Linked DNA regions of Mus musculus: region 2 is linked to region 1. The links are chromatin contacts, called in public promoter capture Hi-C maps. All regions are on one chromosome and are shown on one strand. The core of a region is the stretch at or near the end of the contact, and the rest is flanking DNA. Distances in the headings are between cores, read along the strand shown. Region 1 holds the start of Rec8 (REC8 meiotic recombination protein). Region 2 holds the start of Tgm1 (transglutaminase 1, K polypeptide).

Evidence for each region. Capture Hi-C pulls out chosen DNA fragments and counts their contacts.
Region 2: a promoter capture Hi-C map of adipose tissue shows a contact between it and region 1. The contact joins the promoter of Tgm1 here to the promoter of Rec8 in region 1. A contact is called at or near these places in 11 of 39 promoter capture datasets (the C10 cell line, cranial neural crest, embryonic stem cells and 6 more), 2 of 15 datasets of contacts at CTCF or cohesin (CD8 T cells and large pre-B cells), 5 of 484 Hi-C or Micro-C datasets (B cells, effector CD8 T cells, embryonic stem cells and 2 more), 10 of 115 datasets of contacts at active chromatin or transcription factors (CD8 T cells, the HPC-7 cell line, the SCID.adh cell line and 4 more) and 4 of 9 other capture datasets (adipose tissue, embryonic stem cells, liver and 1 more).

What each region holds. Positions count from the first base shown.
Region 1 is chr14:55,614,824-55,621,299 of GRCm38.p6, forward strand. Rec8 (REC8 meiotic recombination protein) reads left to right here and starts at 3,343. Exons shown (of 20, transcript NM_020002.3): 1 at 3,343-3,530; 2 at 3,723-3,835; 3 at 3,919-3,987; 4 at 4,075-4,217; 5 at 4,298-4,373; 6 at 4,757-4,877; 7 at 6,412-6,476. The coding sequence starts at 3,780.
Region 2 is chr14:55,709,546-55,716,021 of GRCm38.p6, forward strand. Tgm1 (transglutaminase 1, K polypeptide) reads right to left here and starts at 3,947. Exons shown (of 15, transcript NM_001161714.1): 1 at 3,842-3,947; 2 at 2,889-3,209; 3 at 2,556-2,744; 4 at 1,394-1,642; 5 at 923-1,041; 6 at 377-484; 7 at 1-23. The coding sequence starts at 3,204. Rabggta (Rab geranylgeranyl transferase, a subunit) reads right to left here. Exons shown (of 17, transcript NM_001360387.1): 17 at 6,319-6,476.

The sequences.
Region 1 (6,476 bases), core at 2,093-4,592:
TCAGTGGCTGAAAGTAACTTGCCATGTGTAGAAACCAGTGTAGCCAAGCCCAGTAAGATAGGGCCTGGGAACATTAGAATTCAACACAGCAAAAGTCCGAGTCAGGCTTTCAGGAGCTGTGTGGTCCACAAGAGATAGTATGAGTTCTGCTTTGCCCCAGCTATCAGGATGGGGCTCGGGAGTCAGGTGGTGGCCCATATATTTGATCTCAGTGCTTGACAGAAGCAGGCAGATCTCTGTGAGTTCGAGGCCGGCCTGGTCTACAGAGCAAGTTCAAAGACAGCCAGGGCTACACAGAGAAACTGTCTCAAAAATTTTTAAAAAACAAAGAAAGAAAGAAAGAAAGAAAGAAAGAAAGAAAGAAAGAAAGAAAGAAAGAAAGAAAGAAAGAAGGAAGGAAGGAAGGAAGGAAGGAAGGAAGGAAGGGAAGGAAAGAAGGAAGGAAAGAAGGAAGGAAAGAAGGAGGGAAGGAAGGAAGGAAGGAAGGAAGGAAGGAAGGAAGGAAGGAAGGAAGGAAGGAGAAAAAAAGAAAAAGGAAAAAAAAAGCTAGGCTTTAGGCCAGGTTCCTCAAACCCTGTGGTGTTATGTTTAAGTGTATGTGTATGCATGCATGTGTGTGTGTGAATTCGTGTGTGTGTGTGTGTGTGTGCGTGCATGCACACCTGTGTATATTTTGTGTTCCACATTCATGCAAGATCCTGAGGAAGTCAGAAAAGAGCATCAGATTCCCAGCAGCTAGAGTTACAGATGGTGGTGAGAAGCCTCGGAGAAAGCAAATCTGGATCCTCGGCAAATCTGCTCCTGACAACTGAGCCGCCTCTCTGCCTGTGTTTTGGTTTTGTTTCCTTGAGACAGAGTCTCACTATATAGCTCTGGCTGTCCTGGAACTAACTAGGTAGACAAGGCTGGCCTTGAACTCACAGAGATCTATTTGCCTCCCTAACTGCTGGGATTAAAGAGCATGTCACCACACCCTGCTTGCTGTGTTTGTTTGTTTTATTTTTTTTTGAGACAAGGGCTCAACTAGCCCAAGCTGAAATCGCTATCCAGCCCAGGCTGGCCCTGAACTCTGGCAGTTTTCCTGCCTCAGTCTCCCTCTCAGTGCTGGGGTTATATGTATGAGTCACTATACTCAGCCTCTCAATCACTTTTGGCCATAGCCATGTATGCTGTAAATATAAGGCAACTAAATGTGACAAATACTGTACTTAACTTAGCTAGAAGCCAGACGTTCTGGAAAAATTCCACCCTCCTCTACTCTGAGCTCCAGACTGAAGGGTCAAAGGTCAGATCAGTTGCCACAGAACTAAGTCTTTTGTTTTGTTTTTGGTTTTTTTTGAGACAGGGTTTCTCTGTGTAGCCCTGGCTGTCCTGGAACTCACGCTGTAGACCAGAGCCTTGAACTCAGAAATACACTTGCCTCTGCCTCCCAAGTGCTAGGATTAAAGGCATGCACCACCAATGCCTGGCCAGAACTAAGTCTTAACATCAGAGCCTAAGTGAGGCATGGTGGTGCATGCTTTTAGTCCCGGAACTCAAGAGGCAGAGGCAAGTAAATCGCTAAATTTGGGGCCAACCTGGTCTACAGAGCAAGTTTCAGGACATCCAGGGCTACACAGAGAAACCCTGTCTCAAAAAAACAAAAACAAATAAAAAAAAACAAGCAAAAAAAAAAAAAAAAAAAGAATGAAAGAAAGGAAAGATTAAGAGAAAAAGAATATGTGCTTTCTTTGAATTCTTAGGTTTTTGAGCTAGTCCTCAGGATAGCCCAGGCTGCTGTGCAACTCTGAAGAGAAGAAGGCTGTCCTTCAACTCCTGTCCTTCCTCCCAAGTACTGAGGTTACAGGGCTGCACACACCTTTATTTTTTTGTTTTGTTCTTGGCTTTGTTTGCTTGGTTTTGAAACAGGGTCTCACTATACAGTTCTGGCTAGCCTGAAACTCACTGTGTAGACCATCATGGCCTCAGACTCACAGGATTCGTGGGACTCTGGCTTCAGAGTGCTTGGATCAAAGGCTGGTTTTTGTTGTTGTCGTTTCCCTTTCTTGCAGTACTGAGCTGAGCTCAGGGCCTTGTGTGTGTATGTGTGTACATATGTATATATGTGAATATGCATATGTGTATATATGTATATACACATATATGCCAGTCAGGCTTTCTACGACTGAGCTACATTTCCACATCTCCAGCCCAGTTTTTACTTTTTACTTTTTACTTTTTTTTTTTTTTTTTTTTTGAGACAGGATTTCATTATCTCTCCCTAACTGGTCTGTAGACCAGGCCAGTCTCAAACTCTTAAGAGATCCTCCTGTTGCTGAGATAAAAGTATTATGCCCAGCTCATGAGACCCCTGCTTCCCCAAGAGACCACCAGGGCCCCCAATTCTGATGCAAATACTTGTGAGAGTCTTTATTCAAGCTCGAGCTTGGGCTACAAACCTTCCTGATGGAACAGGAAGGAGAGTGACCCCAGCTCTAGGTGAAGGGGTTTATAAAGGAAAAAAACCTGCAAGCAGGGGTTTCTTAGCCCTGGCATTACATGAAAGGGTAAAGGAATGTTGGCCTCTCAATGCTGGGGGGCATATCGCTTCAAGGACAGCAGGCAGTAGCTTTTTCCAAGTACAGCAGCTTATAGTAGAGTTTATTCTGCTACCTCAGTCCCTTCAAGAGGTGTGCACACCACTCTTGGCCTGTTTTGTTTTTTGCTTAGAGCTAGTGTTCAAATTGTCTAGGCTGGCTTTGAACCTGCCTCCCTTCCAAGTAGCAGCTGAGATTATAGGAGTTTGTAGTTACAGCTCCCTTGGCTGTTTTCTTTCTTGTTGAATAAAAGGCCACCTCACACAGTTTCTTGCACTTAGCACAGCACAGACCCTTACTGGGCACAAAATCGGGTTGGTGAAATTTAGGAGTAAGGACAGGTCCTATGCTCAGGCAAGGTACCTTCTCTTACATCTCTGTATCATAAACAGCACCAAGGCATCTGCCCTTCACATGACCCCGGCTCCTAAAAGATACTTTGTCAGCTGTCGCCAGGGAGAGAGACTGGATTTTCTCTCCGTTTATTGGTCAGCTTTGCACCTTGGCGAAGTCCTTGTTACTACCCGAGAACGAGAGGCCATTGGCCAGAACACCTCACAATGCCTTGGTAGCGCTCAGAATTCTCGTGATTGGCTGGCGACTATTCTCCAAGAGCCTATGGCCTGGAACTGAGTTCTGCTGCCTGGCTCCAGGAGTCTTTGAGTTTCTTCTGGCGCGGCTTCTCATTGGCTGTCGGTGGTACAAAGCCTTGGAGAGTGTGCACCTGATCCCGCTGGAGGGCGACAGGACCTAGAGCAAGGTCCAGAAGCTCAACGACGACGACTACGGCGGCGGCGGCGGTGGTGGTGGTGGTGGTGGTGGTGGTGGCGGGCAGCAGAGTCGAAGAAGGCCTCTTGACCAGAAGAGGACTCAGTCTTCTTTGAAGATCTGTTCTGTGTCTCTGCCCGGGTTTTTCTTGGAGCTCCGCATCTCTGCCTGGACAGAATCCTGATGGTATGGTGCGCGTTGTGCAGACCTTTTTAGGAATGGCCAAAGGAGGGATGCTTAGCTCCTGTGTCTTTGGTTACCTCCTAATTCAGTTGTATAGTCAGTCGTTTTACTAATTGGGCTTTTTGCATCCATATCTACCACACCCCCGTCCAAATTCCTACTCTTCAATGGTGCTGGAAATCTCGTATTCTCAAGAATTCGGATTGAGATCCAAACGGGATTGGTGCAGGGAAGGTGAACCCAGGAGCAAAGATGTTCTACTATCCTAACGTGCTTCAGCGCCACACAGGCTGCTTCGCCACCATCTGGTGAGCACAGGGCTGATGGCTATGCCAGGAGCCAGGTAGTGGGATCTCCCCTTGACAAGCCGTTCCTGCCCCCACCCCTCCAGGCTGGCAGCAACCCGAGGCAGCCGTTTGGTGAAGCGTGAATACCTAAATGTGAATGTGGTAAAGACCTGGTAAGATCCAGAAAAGAGGGAGGAATCGCTGGTGTGGGGCTTCTGGTTTTTGGGTGTTGCATTGATCAGGGCTTCTTGTTCTCCCAGCGAGGAAATCCTCAATTATGTGCTGGTAAGAGTGCAACCTCCGGTGGCCGGGCTGCCCCGCCCCCGCTTCTCCCTCTATCTCTCCGCCCAGCTTCAGATTGGTGTGATAAGGGTCTACTTTCAACAGTGCCAGTACCTTGTGGGTAAGGCTAGAGACTCCAGAGGTGGGCTAGAGCTGAAGGAGCCATGACTAGGTTGTTTATTTTACCGTTTTCACCCACAGAAGACATCCAGCATATCCTGGAGCACCTACATCGTGCCCAGCTGCGGATTCGCATTGATATGGAGGAGGCTGACCTGTGAGGCCCTGGGACTGAAACCATCCATACCAAGCTGCTTGGCCTCGTGCATTGTGTGTGTGTGTGTGTGTGTGTGTGTGTGTGTGTGTGTGTGTGTGTGAGAGAGAGAGAGAGAGAGAGAGAGAGAGAGAGAGAGAGAGAGAGAGGAGAGAGAGAGAGAGAGAGAGAGAGTAGGGGTAGAGGATCGGGAAGGGGGTAGGGAGAGAGGGCACTGTATGCATGTGGAGGTCAGAGAACAGCCAATAAAGTGGGCTCTCTTCCTTATGCTAGTTCAAATTCAGGGATGAAATTAGGGACTGTGGGGTTTGGTGGCATCACCTTTACCAGCCGAGCCATCCCACTCACCCTCAGTCTCTCTCCTTTACATCCCTGTTCTCGCCCAGACCTAGCTTGCTTCTTCCCAACTGCCTGGCCATGATGGAGACGCTGGAAGATGCCCCAGAACCCTTTTTTGGGAAGATGTCTGTGGATCCTAGACTTCCCAGTCCTTTTGATATTCCTCAGGTAGGGTTCACTCCCTTAGGACCCCTCAGAAATCACGAGATAACAGCGTAGGAGGAGGAGTTAGTTGGTGTTCCTGTCACTCTGGAGCTGAGATTTAGGAATGGGACATTGCCATGGAACAAGGGGGTTGCTGGGTGCAAGCAAGCAGAGCCCCAGATCCTGCTTACGAAAGGGCCAACCTGATAGGATGGTGTCCTCGCCAGAGGTGTTCTCCCTGCCACCTCCCACCGTTCCCACCACCGAGACCCTACTCTCAGGCTTCACCTGGTTATGTTGGCTTTTCTTCCCTGTCTTCTTCCATCTCCCACAACTTAGATTACATTACTCCAGCCACCATTTCCCATCTAAGCAGCGGGTCCTGAATGCAGACAGTAACAGCATCCAGGGATCCCTCGGTACCTGGATTTAGGGGTTCTCATCCCTACTCTGTCCTCTTCTCTAGACACCTTAGTTCCCAAACCCCAGCCCATTGCACATGTCCCATAGGTGCCACAATTACTTGTGACAGTGAGCATCCCAACAGTGTAAGAGTGGCCAGTCATTCTCTGCTAGTCAGGTTCTACTTGTCCTTCCAGACTTAGCTCAGATGCCACCCTTTCCATGAAATCATCCCACTTGAAGCCAAAAGTAAATGATGCCTGGAATCTGAATGCTTTGCTAAGGCTGCTTTTTCATAGATCTATTAGAATTGTACACAAATTTGTCTCCACCACCAGCTACCCATGACAACACAAATTGACCAGGCTAATTTGGGGGGTGAGCTTAGGGCCGGGACAGGAGGGACACTAGGTGGTGGTGGCCTCTGACATACTGTTGTCAAATGGCACAAACATCTGTTAGGGCTGGAGGGGTAGTCTACTGGTAGAGTATTTGCTTACCATGTACAAGGCCCTAGATTTGATTCCCCAAACACACTCACACATACAGACATACTACACACATACACACTCACACTGGATGTGGTAATGTAAGCTAAAATAAGAATTCAAGAGTCTCAAGGAGGGCTGGAGAGATGGCTCAGTGGTTAAGAATACTGGTGGCTCTTCCAGAGGTCCTGAGTTCAATTCCCAGCAATCACATGGTGACTTACATGCAGATAGAACACTCGTGTATATATAAAATCAATAGATAAATCTTTTTTAAAAAGTCTCAGGGAGGAGAGCTGTCAAGCAGGAAAGGACTGGAACTATGGCTCAGTGGTTGTGTGTCCTGCTCTTGCATAGGACAGGACTTCACCACCAGCCTTCAGCCACCTATAACTCCAGCTCTGGGGATCCAACATCTATTGCCCTCTTCTGACCTCCAAGGGTGCATACAAACATACATAAAGTATTTTAAAACAATTTTTAGGCCAACCTGGGCTACACAATAAGACCTGTCTCAAAAACAAATAAATAGAAGAAGAAAGCTAAAATTCCAAGATAAAAAATAGAGATACTGCCAGATAGGTGTCCAGTGTGCACCTAGTGTGTGAAGAGAGGATACAGAGGACTAAAGATGAGACCTATCTTTTCTTCCCAATTTCTTCCCAAAGATTCGACACCTTTTAGAGGCTGCAACCCCGGAAAAAACTCGTAAGGAGACCCTTCCTGAAGCCAC
Region 2 (6,476 bases), core at 2,697-5,196, 95 kb after region 1:
CCATTGTCATCCAGGGAGTTCACCTGCCCAGGAAAAGATAGGGTGCGGCTGGATTTGGGGAGGTGCTTAGGACCTTCTGGATTCCCCAACCCCTAACACTGCAACCTCTTGAGAGGTCAACTTAAACCTGCCCATCCCTCCCCCAACCCATCTGCTGTAACACTGGAATGTGAACACTGGGTGTGCCAAGTTTGGGGTTTGGCGCCTTACATTCCAAAGGAGCCAGGACAGAAACAATGAAAGGTGAGGTGGGATAGAGGGGGTTGGGGAGGGGAGGGAGAAGGGGTGAAAAATCTCTTCAGGGACAGGGATGGAAAATCCATAAAGGGCAGGGCAGGAAGGCACAGATAGGGCTTAGAGATACAGAGGTGCTCACCATGGCAGAGACAACCCGAGAGACACTGACTGGGTCCCCACGACCTCCATATGGCATCCCCCTCCGATCCAGGATGTACAGGCAGGCATCCAGCACCCCATGGTCAAACTAGAAGGCAGGAGGGCAGAGGTCATGACAGCTCCTCAAGTGATGCTCAAACCAAAGGCTAGTGTCGGCCCACCATGTCCCTCACTTCTATCTCCCTTTAATGAGTGTGCAAGACCAGTGGTGGCATGTGCCTTTAACCCCAGTGCTCAGGAGCCAAAGGTGGGTAGATCTCTGTAAGTTCAAGGCCAGTCTGGTCCACAGAGTGAGTTCCAGGACAGCCAACACTACACAGAGAAATCCTGTCTCAAAAAAAAAAAACCCAAAACAAACAAACAAACAAAAAAACAAAACAAAAGAGAGAGAAAGGAAGAAAAAAAGAAGGAAAGTAAGAGAGAGAGAGAGAGAGAGAGAGAGAGAGAGAGAAAGAAAGAAAGAAAGAAAGAAAGAAAGAAAGAAAGAAAGAAAGAAAGAAAGAAAGGGATGCGAGCCCAGCCATACCTGACCATAGTTCCAGGTTCGTTCGCCAATCTGTGCTTCTGTTCCATAGTAGATTCTTCCAGACTCATTAAGCACATATTCTTGCCGCCAGTCCTCATGGTCCACATACACTATGTCCTCTGTATCCCCAGAAAATAAATTGCAAATCCTATCTATTTTCTTCAAGGGCCCTGCCTTCCCCTCTGCCGGGTCTGCAGGACTCATCCCTATGGGGTGGGGGTGGGGGTGGGATTGGGGGTGCTTCTAGCCTAATCGGACTGCTCTAAGGAAGGATGGTGAGAAAGATTGGCTGTGGCCAGGACCCTTTATCAGAAGTGAGGTGGGACTCTTTTCTATACTGGGCCTCAGTCTCCTCTCCTGGACAATGGGAGGGTGTCTTTTCCTATGACCAGATGTCCAGACACCCACCTGGATCTCAGGAAAGGAAGTCCTGACCCACCTGCCCTCTGCTCTTGACCCCAGCTGGCTTACCTGGGCACCAGGGATTGAAGAGGATGTAGATCTCATTGCGGGGGTCAAAGGGCAACTGGAACTCTCCAGCTTCAGAGCGGGTGCGGACAGTGAACTGAAACTTGCCAATGATGGCATTGGGGGAGGTGTGGACGCGTAGGTTTAGGTTGTGTCCGTTGTTCTTAGTCACTTGGGCCTTCCAGCCACCACTGCCTCCCTTACCCACTGGGATGATCACGTGGGTGCCCTTGCCCACCTCCGGATTGCTTCCTAGAGTAACAAGACCAGCAACTAGGCAGTGAGCGAGTCGCTCTGGAAGTGGGGAGAGACTAGGAATTCATTCAACCCCACCCAGTGTCTATGAGCCAATTTATGTGTCCCTAAGTAGTTACCACACCAGCCTGTGACAATCTTCCTTAGGGCAGCTTGGTGGCCGCCCCGTGCTCTCCCGCATGTCAGGGCAGAACCCCAGTCCAACATCCCAAACCTGTTTCCCCGACAATGAACTCAAGTGGGGAGGGGACACTGGGGCCATTGTCACTACTGTCCTACAGGACTAAAAGGAGAGAATTGAATCCAATCCATTTGCCCCATAGGAAAGAATACTCCAGATACTAAAGGGCAGAGTGGCTCTCTGGGGTCACTGCTTCTAGAGCCCAGAGCATTTCTGGAGGTGGTAGGGGTACCTGGGAAATTAGAGACTGGGGTGTGCATGGCTGGGCTGTAATCAAAGGGTTAGAAGAGTCACCCGCCCGCCCCCAGTAGCTGTATAATCACCAGCCTGAGCAGTCAACGGTCACCAGGCAACATGGTGAGGGAGGCACCTGCCTTGGGCCTTGTGATAAAAAGGCAGAGAGATTGATAGATGGGGGCTAGGGGGATGACCCAGCAAGACCCAGAAAGAGGGGCACATGGAGACATGGAGTCAACCGTGCTGAAGGAGACACAGGGGCCAGCACTGTGAGAAAGACAGTTGCCTCTGGAGGCTTGTGGAAAGCCAGCTTGAGGAAACTGCAGGACCACATCTTTTCTGAGAGCACCACTAGGGGAGCACTATGAATCCGGCACCAGCCTCTTTTGGCAGAGGTGAGGAGTGCCGGGGAGGAGCCTAAAGACCTCTCTAACCTAACACCAGCCCTTCAAGTCTAGGGGCTTTACCCTTCCCATTCCAGGTCCCACTCACCAATGAGGAGCTCAAGGGCAATGCGATCAGAGGACTCATATTCCCGGTTCAAGAAAAGGATCATGTGGAAGGGCTGCCCACGGCGCACAATCAGCTCATCATATTCAAACTCATCCGTGTGGTGCTCTCGGCGGTTCTGGTCTGATCGTGAGCACAGCAGATCCACACCAGTCACAACCAGCATTCCCTCTGTGAAACCACATCCATGGGTCAGTGAAGAGTTCACGAAGAGCCCAGTCCCTCCTCAGAAGTCTCAGAAGCCCCCTTAGAGATGCCAGGATAAACCTTAGGTTCCATAAAGGCTCAGCTCTAGGTTAAGGTGTGTAATCTCACCTCGGATGGTGCCATCTCCAGCTGCATTTACACCACTGCCCCGAGACTCGGGTCTTCGGCCACCCCGAGAGTCCCTACCCCGGGAGCTGGTCCCTCTGCTTCTGGAGCCAGAAGGTTCAGGTCCCCAGTCATCGTCCCCTCTGTTCCCACATGAGCAGCAGCCACAACAACGAGCCCAGAAGGAGCGGCCTCCTCCTCGGCGGGAGCGCGAGCGTCTGTCTGGCTCCGGCACCGGCTCTGGCTCCGGTGACGGTGTTGTAGGGGGCTGCCAGGGGCTCCTGCCCCAGCGGCCCACGTCTGAGCGAGGACCTTCCATTGTGCCTGTGTAGAAGAGACAGAGGGTGCTCATTCACTCAGATCTCCTGTGCCTGGGATGTCCATCCCACCCACCCAGAAACTCTATCCAGAGAAATTGGTTCAGTACCAGCTAGGTGACTGGGATAATCACATTCTCACCCTGAGATGCCCCAAAGACCCTATTCAGTCACCCAGAAGAAGCACCTTATATTGCAGAGAAAAACCTCCTCTCCACCTTGCTATAGACACTCTCAAATCATACTAAAAAACAGATGTCCAGTGGAGAAACCATTGAAGATCCATCTGAGGAAATGCACAGTTGCCTAAGAGAACACCTCCAAACCCTGTATATATCGGTCTCTCCACCCGCTGGCTTCTCAGTTTAGAGGTCCAGCCTCTAGGACTATTTAACAGCAGGTAGGAGGCATAGGGGTCAGAGTCCCCCGACATGCCTCACGTCTGGACAAACTTCAGGCAGGGCTGCGGAGATGGCACAGCAGGCGTAAGCAGAGTTTGGCCCCAGGAAAATTGGGTCTCAGCCCACAGCAGGTACGCACTGGAGATCGGTCCTTTCTGGGCTTGGGCTGTGTGTCCCTTGACAGCGAAGGCCCGCTGTGGCTCAGCACTGAGGTAAGGTGTAAGCTGGAGCCTCTCACCTGGCAGCGGTGTTGGTGATGGCACCACCGGGTCCCGGGCCCGGGTGGAGCAGGTCAGGGCGTTTGGGACGGGACCAACAGGCTGGACGTAGCCACGCGAGTGGAAGGTGTAGGGCGGGCCGGGTAAGCAGTTTATGAGGGGAGGGGAGGCGGGGCCGAGTTTCTGGGAAAAGGGGAAGAGGGTTGCTTCATCCCTCCTGTCAAGAGGCCAGTCTCTGGGGGCTGTCCTCTGGTAGGGGCGGGAAAGACTGGCTCCACCCACTTTCTCCTTTCTAGGAACTGAGGTCATGCTAAGGAGGGGGTCCGGATCAAAGTTCTGTCAGACCTGAGGCTGAAGTGAAAAGGAAAGGCGTTTGGTGACGGATCCCACACCAACTTGATTCTTACCACACTAGGTGTTCAGAGAGCAAAGAGAAGGGCTCTTCCACTCAGGCCTGCAGGGCAGATCTGTTCCCTAGCTGGAGATGCCTCCTTTTGCTCTCAGAGGGCCCTGCTGCTAAGCTCTCTTGTAGCACCCACCGGGCTTGGCCCTGTGAAACTGGTCCCTGGGACTGGAACTTCTTTTGCCTAGGAAGGTCCCAGTACCTCAGGCTGCAGACAGATGACATCAGCGGCCAGGCCCTCAAACTGGCTCCACCTGTCAGTCCCTGACCAGCCAGCTCTACCAGGTCTTCTCATGCCCCTCAGCATACTGCACCCTTCTGTCTCTCTTTCAGCTGTTCCACAGCCCCCAGAATGAGTGGGCTATCTCTGTTTCTTCTAAGTTCGAGATCCTCCCAGCTTGAAAGTCTCGGGAAGGCTTAGGTCTTGGCTTGCTTTCAGGTCTGGGTGGACAGGAGCCTCCTCCCCAGGCTACCTGGTATTCCCTTCTTTCACTGAGAGTGTCTCATCAGCTGGAGGTAAGCATTTCCCCTCATTTGCAGCCTGGAATTCTTCTTGAGAATCCAGACCAACCGGCTCCAGGAACACACTCTCTGTCCTTTCCAGCTCCTGCCCTGGCTCTGGGTGAACCGTCAGAGATGTCATTAAAACTGCCCCAAGGCAGAGAGGAGCCAGACAGCTTTAGGGAGGCTCTCTCTGGCCCTGTCCGAGGCACCGCACCGACAACTAGGACCTCTTCACTCCGCTCCATGGGCCACCATCAAAGATAGTGAAAATAGCATTGGCAAAAAAAAAAAAAAAAAAAGAAAGAAAAAGAAAAGAAAAGAAAAGAAAAGAAAAGAAAAGAAAAGAAAGACAGACACAAAGCAGCATCCTAGGCAGCAATCTGTTTGGAAATGTATCCTGTACAAAGGTATCCAGGGAAGTAGGAACAGCTCCAGGATCTACATATACACTGATTGGTTGTTTGGTTTTTTTGTTTGTTTTTGTTTTTTGTTTGTTTTGAAATGATCTCACATATAGCCCAGGCAGACTTTGAGCTCACAGTAACTCTCCTGCTTTAACCTCCCAAGTGCTGGGATTACAGAAGAAGGCTGACAGTAAGCATGGTGTGAGTTTTTCCCTGTTCAGCTGGCAAGCCTTGGAACCTAGCAGACTTCTAACACATAGCAATGAAGACCAAAATTCAAGGCAGGTGTGTGGCGGGTCAGCCAAAGGGCTTCACTTGGGGACTGTTTGTGTATCACTTAGGATACAAGAAGAGGAGTGGCTTCAAGGGGCGGGGCATGTGAGCACACGTGTGCCCGGCAGATTCCAGTGAAGCAGGAAAGTGCCTGGTTTTGCTACACTCTTCTTCTTTTAACCAGTCACCCTCTTTTCCCACTATGCTAAGGTTGACTCATTGCCCTAACCCCTGAGCCACTCCCTCGAGCCCTTGTTCCCTGCGGCTTTCAAAGCCACAACAGTGTAGTGGGGTGCACCTCAGGAGTAGACTCCCATCTAAATACCTTGGCAAGTTGAGGCCAGGCCTCTGTTTAATCATTCTATATTAATATAGAAACAGGAAAAGCGCTAAATCACTAAAGCAAAGAGTTTAGTATGTGGCTTCAGCATGCAGAGCTCAGCAACCCTGGGCAGGTCAGAACAGTTTGTCAGTTCAAATGTTTTAATCATCTCATCCCTGAGTGTATGAGGATCAAATGGGACCAGAGTTCCCAAGGGCTTTTCAACCACAGAATGTAATCCACAGAGACCAATATTGTCATTTGAACCGGGTGGGGCAAGATGCTGTGACACATTCTTCCTCAAACACTGAGAGGTCCTGAGCCTACTCAGTTGTGAGTAAAACGGGGGCCAGGGCAGAAAGGCTGAAGGTGGCAGGCTCACAGGAGAAAGGTTCACAGTCTTTTCCAGCTAGAGACAGCTCTTCTGGCTTTTTGTTTTTGTTCTTTCAAGACAGGGTTTTTCTGTATAGCCCTGGCTGTCCTGTAACTCACTCTGTAGACCAGGCTGGCCTCTAACTCAGAAATCTGCCTGCCTTTGCCTCCCAAGTGCTAGGATTAAAGGCCTGTGACACCACTGCCCGGTGAGAAAGCTTTTCTTTTCTTAAAGATTTATTTATTATTATATGTAAGTACACTGTAGCTGTCTTCAGACACCAGAAGAGGGTGTCAGATCTTATTACAGATGGTTATGAGCCACCATGTGGTTGCTGGGATTTGAACTCAGGACTTTCAGAAGAACAGTCAGCGCT